Regions from separate parts of the Zea mays genome. Here region 2 is linked to region 1. Evidence: chromatin contacts called from public Hi-C data. All regions are on one chromosome and are shown on one strand. Each heading gives the region's core, a stretch centred on a gene start, on an enhancer-like site or on the middle of the called end of the contact. The rest is flanking DNA. Distances are from core to core; before and after follow the strand shown. Region 1 holds the start of LOC103632770 (kinesin-like protein KIN-7I). Region 2 holds the start of LOC100384532.

Region 1 (4,754 bases), core at 566-3,065:
GGAAAGCTGCTGCTTTCTGTGGTGCACCGGACCGTCCGGTGGGGTCACCGAACCATCCGGTGCGCCTAGCCGTTAGTCTGTCAGAGCAGGTGACCGTTGGCGCACAAATCTTTTTACACCGGACAATCTAGACTTCACACCGGACAGTCAGGTGGTCTTCCCTCCGGGTGCCACCTGGAACTAGCTGTTAGGGCTGCAGTTCCTGGTGCACCGGACAGTGCGGCGTGTGGCACCGGACAGTCAGGTGCCCTCGACCGGACAGTCCGCCTGTGGCAACACATCTTCTTTCTTCCTAGACTTTTCTTTGATCTTCTTAATGTCTTCTTTTGAGGTGTTGCTTTCCTCAATTCCTTGGTCCAAGTATTTCTAGCATCCTGTGAACTACAAACACAAACACTAGCAAACACATTAGTTCACAGATTGTGTTAATCATCAAACACCAAAACTCATTTAGCCAAATGTCCCAGGGTCCATTTTCCTTACAATATGACTGGCGGGCCCAGAGGCCCGGGGATCTTTTCCCTGACGCTAATGTATGCTCAAATACTATAATTTGTCATGAGACTAGAAGAGGGGACAACAGGAACATGATGGAGGAAAGGCTGGAGACAACGGTATCACAGGGGAGTGAGAGGGGAAGGGGAGAGATGATCCAAAAAATATTATCCATTGGATTTGAGTGAACAAGGGAGATACGTGATTCAGTGATCTGAAATGTTGATTTTAATGATGTGTTAAGGGCATGTTTGACATGGCTCCAGAGCAGAACTCCAAAGAGGAGCTAGCCAGAATCTGCCAAACACACTAACTCCAGAGTTGTAAACTCTATAGAGTTTTTAGAGTTCTAGTACAAATTTTAGAGTACCTCCTTTGCTGCTCCGAAAACTCTAAAAACAACCTAGACATGGAGTTTGAAGTTATTTACCCGCCACTGCCACTGGTTATGAGATAGCAATCTAAACTTTGGATCAGAGCTGTTGCACCCAGAGTTTTAGAGTAGAGCTGCTCTGAAGTGGAGCAGAGCAATGCCAAACACGCCCTAAGTCTGAGTATAATTTGCTTGATTGATTTAGTGGAGGCTATGGTTGTGAAGGTGGTTCGGTCTGGTGGATTATGTAAAGTTTAAGCTAGTTGATTATATAATGGTATATACAGATACTAGGTATATGCCCGTACGATGCCACATAATATAAATTGACGAGTCTCGAACCCTGGGGTTCAGAGTTTGGGGTTCAAGGTTCAGGATCGCCATTGTCAAATCAGTGTGCGTGTAGCGGAAAATCGGGGAGTGCGTGCATGGTTAACGGGGTCGGGAGCGCGGAGGAGAGGCGACACGAGGAAGATGGGCGTCGTTGGCAGGGGAGAGCACAGTCGAACTATGAAGCGAGAGCACGGTCGGGCTGCAGAGGGGGAGGCGAGGGTATAGTTGTGCCATGGTCTAGTGTACAGTCTTAGAGGGTGTTTGATTTCTAGTGAATAATTTTTAAGTCCCTCTATTTTATTCTATTTTAATTTTAAATTACCAAATACATAAACTAAAACTCTATTTCAGTTTCTATATTTAATAATTTAAAGACTAAATTAAAACAAAAACAGAGAGATTAAACATTAGTATCTAAAAACCAAACATGCCCTAGGTGTTCGTAAGCAGACATTTTTATTTCGCGGACTGAATTCATCCAGCTTCGGACTAGTTTAAAAACTCAAATTTCTTTTATAATTGAAGGAGATTTGAAAAGAAACGAACTAGTTTCCCGCTCAATCTCCTCCGGATTGGAGTTTCGAGGGAGTCAGGGGAACCCGCCCAAATTCTCGGGTTTCAGCAGCGGGAAAACCAAAAACGAAACCTATCTCACCGCAGAGTCTCCTCACCGCAGTACCAGACTCCGGCCGAACCGCACCTCTGCCCCCTTCCTCCCGGAGGCTCAGGGCCTGTGGCGCACGTCTATGGAGCGGATCCACGTAGCGGTGCGCTCGCGGCCGCTCTCCCCGGAGGACTCGCGGAGCAGCCCGTGGAAGATCTCGGGCAACGCAATCGCTCACTCCGCGCAGTCCTCCTCCCGCTTCGAGTTCGGTACGAACTCTCCGGCATCCGCCCTTTCGCCCCGCATTAGCTTCGCCTTCCGGCCGCTTGGGATTGCTGCCTTGCTGGGTCTCCTGATTTGTTGGGATTGCTGGGTCTCCTGATTTGTTGCGCTCGCCTTCGTTATCGCAGACAGGATATTCGGCGAGGAGTGCCGCACTGCCGAGGTCTACCAGGCCCGCATCAAGCACATCGTCGATAACGTGGTCCGAGGGTTCAATGGTAATCTCATCTCTTTTGGCTCTGGTTGTTGGTGAGTTATTTGAATTTGTAACATTCTCGTCGCGCGGCTTCGCCACTTTATTACTCCGCAGCCGTGCTTCGCTAGTTTGGTATTATGGAGGAAACACCCGCGCCAGTTTGGTATTGTTAATGTCCCGCGCTCTATATGCGTCTGTTTTGTTGCGCTTGATGAAGCTTGTGTACACCTGTGTACTAATCTACCCCTAGCCGCGAGAGAGAACAGACGGGAGACTCGCCCGCGCCGGAGACTTGCCCGCGCCGCCGTCTGCATTCCGCGCGGCCACATAACTCGTTCACTCTGTGCGCTCCTCGGCGCGTGCCCACGTCTCCCACGCCTCCCTCCCTGCATTCCCCTTCAGATCCAGTCTGCCCCCCGCCGCCGATGTCCGAAGATCCCGCGGGATCCCGCCGCTGACGGTGCGACCTCGGCGGCGACGAGCGCTGGCTCTCGGGGGCCGCTGGTGACGACCAATTCGACCGCCTCCCGGACGCGCTCCTCCTCGTCATCTTCAACCGCATCGGCGACGTCAAGGCGCTCGGCCGCTGCTCCCTCGTCTCCCGCCGCTTCCACGAGCTCGTGCCCCTTGTCGACTCCGTCCTCGTCCGCGTCGACTGCGTTATCCCCGACGAGCCCCCGTCCTCCTCGTCGACGCCGTCCTCTCCTACGGCGTCCGTGCGCGCCCGCGGGGTCTTCTCACAGATTGCGCGCATCGTGCTCGGCGGCATCGTGAAGCCCATCCAGGCGCTTGGTCAGATCCTCACCCGCCAACTCCGCCTCCGGCTTTCCGGCATCCTCCGCTTCGGGTCCACACTGGGCAGCTGCGTCATCCTTGGAGCATCCTCAGCCTCGCCGTCGCCCTCCCCCTCCTCAGCTGGCTCAGATAGTGCGAGCGCCGCTCCCTCTGTTGACGGTGGCCACATCGAGCCTGATGAATGTGACGATTCAGGAAGCATCCCTGAGTCGTTCTACACAAATGGGGGGTTTAAGCTGCGAGTGATTTGGTCAATCAACTCATTGATTGCGGCCGCCGCGAGGCATTACTTGCTGCAGCCGATCATTGCTGATCACATGACGCTCGAGAGATTGGACCTGACAGATGCTGATGGTCAGGGAGTGCTCACCATGGACAAGTGCCAACTGCAGGAGCTGATGGTGAGACCGGTATCAACATCTAGGGGCTCACACCGGACGCTCATGCCAGAGCGTCGTCGTTACAGCGAGGGGCAAAATTGACTTTTACCGTAGCTAAGGGAAGGTTAAAGAGGCCGGTAGATTAACAGTACCAAACTGGGCGCGGGTGTTTCCTCCATAATACCAAACTGGCGAAGCACGGCTGCAGAGTAATAAAGCGGTGAAGCCGCGCGACGAGAATGTTACAAATTCAAATAACTCGGTTGTTGGTACCGTTTCCTTGGGCAAACAAGTTGGGTCCATTTGCATTTTAACGGTATACTGTGTGCCTGTGTCAGGCTAGGGGTGTTTGAATGCACTAAAACTAATAGCTAGCTGCTAAAATTAGCTGAAGACATTCGAACAGTCTAGCTAATAGTTTAGCTATTAGCTATTTTTAGCAAATTATCCAATAATTAGATAGCTATTTGTTAGCTAGCTAATTCCACTAGCAATTTTTTAGCCAACTGATCATTAGCTCTAGTGCATTCAAACATCACTTATTTGGTTTACTTGTGTCAGCCCCTGCTCGACATAAGCCTTATGGACGTTTTATCGTGGACTATGGATGTGGATAATCAGTGGAGAGGCAACACGCCCATGGAATTAAGTGGTCTGGCACTGTAATAAGCACGTTCATTCACTGTTATATGCTGATGACTGATACACCCGGATTGGCGCCGAGGCATCTAATGAAGTGTCCGCAGGGTGACGCTGATACACCTGAGTTGGTTGAGCAAACCACGTACAGGGTTGCGCCCCTGAAGGTGCCAGAGGCACTGCAGGGGCGACAACTGGTGCCACAGAAGAAGGTGGCGGCGCTGTGGAGGGTGTCGGGGCAGATGCCGAGACAACCGGGAGAGGCACCTCGGAGTCAGCAGCAATGGGCACAGGGGGCGGTGTGGCCATTGCTGTAGCGGGCACCAAGGGAATACCAGCAGGGAGACGTATACCGATGGGTGAAAGCACCGGTTCCATCTCAAATAAAAAATCAAGTCATTAGTTAGAGGGGGCGAGGCTGCGAAGGGGAAACAATCCCCATAAAAAACGACGTGTCGGGAGATCACGACGCGATTTGTGGAAAGATCAAGGCAATGATATCCCTTGTGTTTAGGGGAGTATCCTATAAACACACACCGAGCAGAACGGGGAACACGTTTATGTGGGGAGTAGCGGAGAGGTTTGGATAGCACGCACACCCGAAGACACGAAGTTGGTCATAATTTGGTGTTTTGTTGTGAAGGGCATGAAGTCCGA
Region 2 (4,754 bases), core at 1,624-4,123, 450 kb before region 1:
TAATATAAAATTTCCATGAGTTAAATGGGTTTCTGCAATTATTTTTAAACTAAAAATCAATTTCTAAACTCCTTTTCCCTATTTTCTTTTTTTTTTCTGGACTGCGTCCCAAATTCCAGAAAGATCAGGGGTCAAGCTATAAACGTTTTTCTAGACACCGTGAGCATACAGAGTGGACGGCGGGTTAAACACAAAAGACGTCTTAGTTGAAGTTGTACACAATTCAACATGAGTCATGTTGGCTAGAGGGTGGAAGGTTAGACATTCTGCTCAATAGATCCAAGGTTTGATCCTTGAGCCGCCATAGTTTAATTTTTTTCTGTGCTTGATTACAGCGGTAACAAGTTTGAATATGATGATATCAGTTTCTAATATGGTATCTGATTACGCTAGACTTTAATAAACATGATTTAACGTTATCGGTTACCGTTCACAAAACAAATATGTGAACCAAACAGCACCTGCTTGACACTCCACCTAAACTTCCCTCCCCTGCTATCGCCTCTCGCCAATAATTTGATGAAGAATAAAGAGCCTATTTGGACATTAGAATCCGTTTTAAATTATAAATTCTTTTAACTTTATTGAAGAGTCAAGTATCTTGAGTTTGACCAAAATTATAGAGCAAATTCTAAAAAAATGTGACATCAAATAGAAATATAATAAATGAAGAATGTATTAATATTTTTCCGAATCATCACTATGTAATTTTTAACATTATTATTTTATCATAGAAATTTGGTTTACGAGATATTTAACCCTTCAAACTAGTTCATGGTAATTGCTAAAGGCTACATATATTCCTTGAGACTATATAAAAAAACTAATATTCCTTGAGACGAATCTACAGGCCGCTTGACCATGGTACACTCGAATTTTCATTATGCAACACCCTAACTTACAATGCACCCTTTCACCCAGACAAACAAACCATAAACTTGCAACTCAAAACCAAAAACCAATCAATAGTTATACTTGTCCTTATGATCATTGCTAAAGAGGCTATTTGAAACCTAAACTATGAAACCAGAAATTTAACCCTCCAAACTTGCAATTCACAGAATTCATGATCTTGCTGATTGAAGAAACATTCGATGCACAAAGGCAAAATCAAATGGGCCAATCCAAATTCTGGACAGAACCATTCATAGAATCACAACTCACTTGTCTAACTTGCTTAGAAGCATGCTACAAACATCTGAGTTTGTCAATCAGGCAATGTAACATGCATATAAGTATCATGTCCCATTGTTTCTGTACAGAGCACTACTGAGCATTTGAGGGATACAGTAGCAAAACTAGCTGTCAGAGAAGCAGCTTATTTCTTAGCCACATCAACTGAGGGCCTAGGTCTTCAACGCGAACCGGTCTTGCCATGGAACCGCCCTCTTACCTTCACTTACAGGAGAGTACTCTCCTGTATCCCTACAAACTGATAATTTGACATCAGGTGTCATCGTATCTTCATTCACCTCGACCTGATCTAACTTTTCAACTTCTGGATGGCCATGTTGCCCCTGGCAATCATTCCCCACATCGTTCTGCAGACAAGAAGGCCCTTTTAGCTGACAAAAAAAACACTTCCCTTATACAGTTTATTTTAGTTCATGAACTCCACACTTACCAGGACAGAATCTTGATTTAAGTCAAGGTTTGGGTTTCTGCTGGTAGAAGGCACTTCGGTCCCTGCACCATGGCCCAATGGGGATGGCATGTACCGAGCCTGCTTCTTCAACCTGTAATGTGTCTGCTGCGAGCCACCCTTCGGAAAGGACTGATACTTCCTTCGCAAGAACCTTGCAACAAAAAGCAGCTACACAGTTAGTGAAGCTGAAAAGCAGTAATAATGCCAGCATGAAGAATAAGAAGATGATACTAGTAGTAACATGGAGCCACAAAGCAAGAGCCGGAGAACTGCCATACTTGACTTCAGCAAGCAGGGCGAGGCTTCTTCGCTTCTTGCTCGCCAGCCTCCTCTTCTTTGCCTCGGTCTCCTGCATCAATGTTGTATTGTATTGTATCAGCTTCCAAGTCTAATCACAGGTATACTTAATTGTTGGTTTTAGCCATGCTATTGGATGGAATTCTTGAATCCCCGTGACCCCGTCCCACGGCAGCAAAGAATCAAACAGCCAAGCACAAACATAATACGAGTACTAGCAACCGGAACAAGTGGGGATAGCACGAGGAATTCAGCAATCAAGCCGGCGCTGAATCATCCATTTAAGAACAGGTCGAAACAAGAGAGCTGCACGAAAACTAGAAAGGGCGAAGAGATTAGTGGGCGGAGCAAGAATCGATCGGCGACACTCACTGACTCACCTGCAGCAGGTCGTGGTAGTCCCGCCAGAGCGCGCGGAACCTGTCCCCGCTGCCGGAGCCCCTCTCCGCGGGCGCCGCCGGCTGCCGCCTCTTCTTGCCCTTGCTCCTCCGCACCAGCAGCGTCTCCCCGCCGCCGTCCATCTCGCCGGTGAGGCGAGACGAGGCCAGGAGCCCGGCGCTCGGGCTCGTGGCTGCGGCCGGGAGGGCGAGGACGGCGGCGGAGGGTGGGGAGGGGATAGGATCAGATCTAGACGGAGAGGAGGGCGAGAGGAGACCGGGGCCGCGTGGTGGCGTCAGCACGGCACGGGAAGAGTCGTCTCCTTTCCTCCCCCGCTCCCCAGCAATATCGTCCATGTATCCGACGCAGTGCGGAGCATCGCGTCATGCTGGGGGCAGGCCAGGGCAGAGAGCGCGTGAGGTGAGACAGCGGGGGGCGGAGGGCCATTGGATTGGTTTGGAGTCGGAGAGGAGGGGCAGGCTGCTGGCGGCTTGGGTTGCAGCGGCCTGGAGCCTGAGTTGAATGTGGCTGCAATTGCAACGGCCGCCAGCAGTTTTTCCGCCATATCCAGCAGGACCATGAGGCCATGAAGGCATGAAGCTGCGCTGCATGTTTTGGCGCCGGTGATTGGTTGTGACTGTTTGTCTTCCTCTTTGGTGCCCATAGTTTCGGCAAATTTGTTTGACGCCTTTTTTTTCATTGCTTGACTTGACTCTTGACAAGCTTTAGCAAGGCTGTCTCTAGTATGTATGTATATGAGCATATAAAATATTCTTTCGTGTTGTTTATAGCATGGTTTATAGAATGATGTTTTAAATAAAACATATGATAACAGATAGAGTGGATAAGCTGCTGTAGACAGCCTAAGTCCATTGCCATGTCAGACGATGTTGAGAAAAATACTTTTTTCAAAACCAGAGTTTACAGGAGACAACTATAATTGTTTCTAGACAATATTTTAGTTGCAGCACATAAAAAGAGAAGAGTGAGACTCCAGCCACGCGCCAGCCAAAAACTTTGATCCAAATCAAAGTGTTTAGACCCAAAAATATTGTATTATTGGTGAAATTATAGCTTAAATTACCGACTTTCTGGATATATTCTAAACATCTTTTAACCTAAAATACTATTTGTCGGTGTTTCAAACCTAGCTCCGACAAGTAAATTTGTGTGCACGTTCTGGGCTCCGGACGGTATACGTGGTGGACGTAAGATTTATACTGGTTTGGGTGGAACATCCCTACAATGCTCGTAGTAGGGTTACAAGCAGGCGAGAGAGGGAGAAGAAACTCCCAAGTCTCTTGTGCGGACGAGGTGGAGCTAAGGGCTACAGAGCTAGGGTCCTAACTAAGCCTTGGCTTGGCAGCGGGGCTTCGGGTCTTCGCTCCCGGTCCTTGTTGATGCGTCCTCCCTCCTTTCATCAGTTTGTCCTCCCTCCTTTCGTCGGCTCCATGGTCGTCCTCCCTTCTTCGGGTCCATGGTCGTCCTCCTCCTTTTATAGGCCAAGGAGGGGGTCGGCCTGTCGGTGGCTTCCTCGAGGAGGAGTCACTAGGCGATGGTAAAATCGAGTGTTTTACCCTGGTGAAGTCGCATGTGTCCATGAGCATCTAGGCCGTTTGGTCGTCTTGTGTACTTTATGGCGAACGGTGTTGGCAGCGTGGGGCTCAGGTGTCATTATTATCGCCTCAAGCTACGCCGACCCCTGATCTTCGTAGCCTAGATCTCAGCATGACTCATATCGATGTGCCCTGTAGGCGGCCTGCACACTTAGGCCTAGTCCTAATAAGTCATGAGTGTGCCGCAAGCCGAGGACGCGGGGTTGATAAATGCGCTGCAGTCCGAAGGGTTTGTAGGTCATAAGTACGCTGTAGCCCGAGGGGCTCGTATGTCATGAGTGGGACGCGGACCGGCTCCTCTGTCACGACTCGGCGCCATGCGTAGTTAATGCGGACGGTCACTACGGCGGGTCAGTCTCGGGCCAGATGAGGATCCACCGAGTGGTTTCCCTTTAGTATGCCCAATCCCTTTTTCTAGCTCTGCCACGCCCGACCCTGGGCTCGGTGCCTCATGGTTCGTCCGGGGGGTGGGTGCTTCCAGGGCAAACATTTCCTTCCTCCTCCTGCTAACTGATGGGCCCTAGTTTCCAGAGGCCTCTTCCCAACGCCCTCGTTGACCGGTGGGCTCTAGGGACCGGGGATCTTTTCCCTAACAAGATGGTTCCCCTTATCCCCCTCTGACGGGTGGGCCCCTGTGGTCCAGTAGCTTCTATTTTGTGCGCTCTCTATGACTGGCGGGCCAGAGACCTGGGGATCTTTTCTTCGATGGTAGCCCCCGAGGAAGAGTATCTCCCCTTCGGGACTGATGAAAGGTTGGGTGATGTTTGTCCTTCCGCCTTATGAGCGATTGTGGAGCTTTTGCCCTTGGGACTCGGACT

The links. A called contact is a pair of places that touch in the nucleus more often than the background predicts.
Region 2: a contact with region 1 is called in a Hi-C map of ear, with 5 times the contacts expected there. The contact joins the promoter of LOC100384532 here to the promoter of LOC103632770 in region 1. A contact is called at or near these places in 3 of 25 Hi-C or Micro-C datasets (ear, leaf and tassel).

The regions. Positions count from the first base shown.
Region 1 is chr7:121,291,834-121,296,587 of Zm-B73-REFERENCE-NAM-5.0, reverse strand. It overlaps LOC103632770 (kinesin-like protein KIN-7I), which reads left to right and starts at 1,815. Exons shown (of 31, transcript XM_020540943.3): 1 at 1,815-2,074; 2 at 2,216-2,305. The coding sequence starts at 1,948.
Region 2 is chr7:121,744,400-121,749,153 of Zm-B73-REFERENCE-NAM-5.0, reverse strand. It overlaps LOC100384532, which reads right to left and starts at 2,873. Exons shown (of 4, transcript NM_001320474.1): 1 at 2,323-2,873; 2 at 1,924-1,994; 3 at 1,625-1,796; 4 at 1,057-1,541. The coding sequence starts at 2,676. The coding sequence ends at 1,347.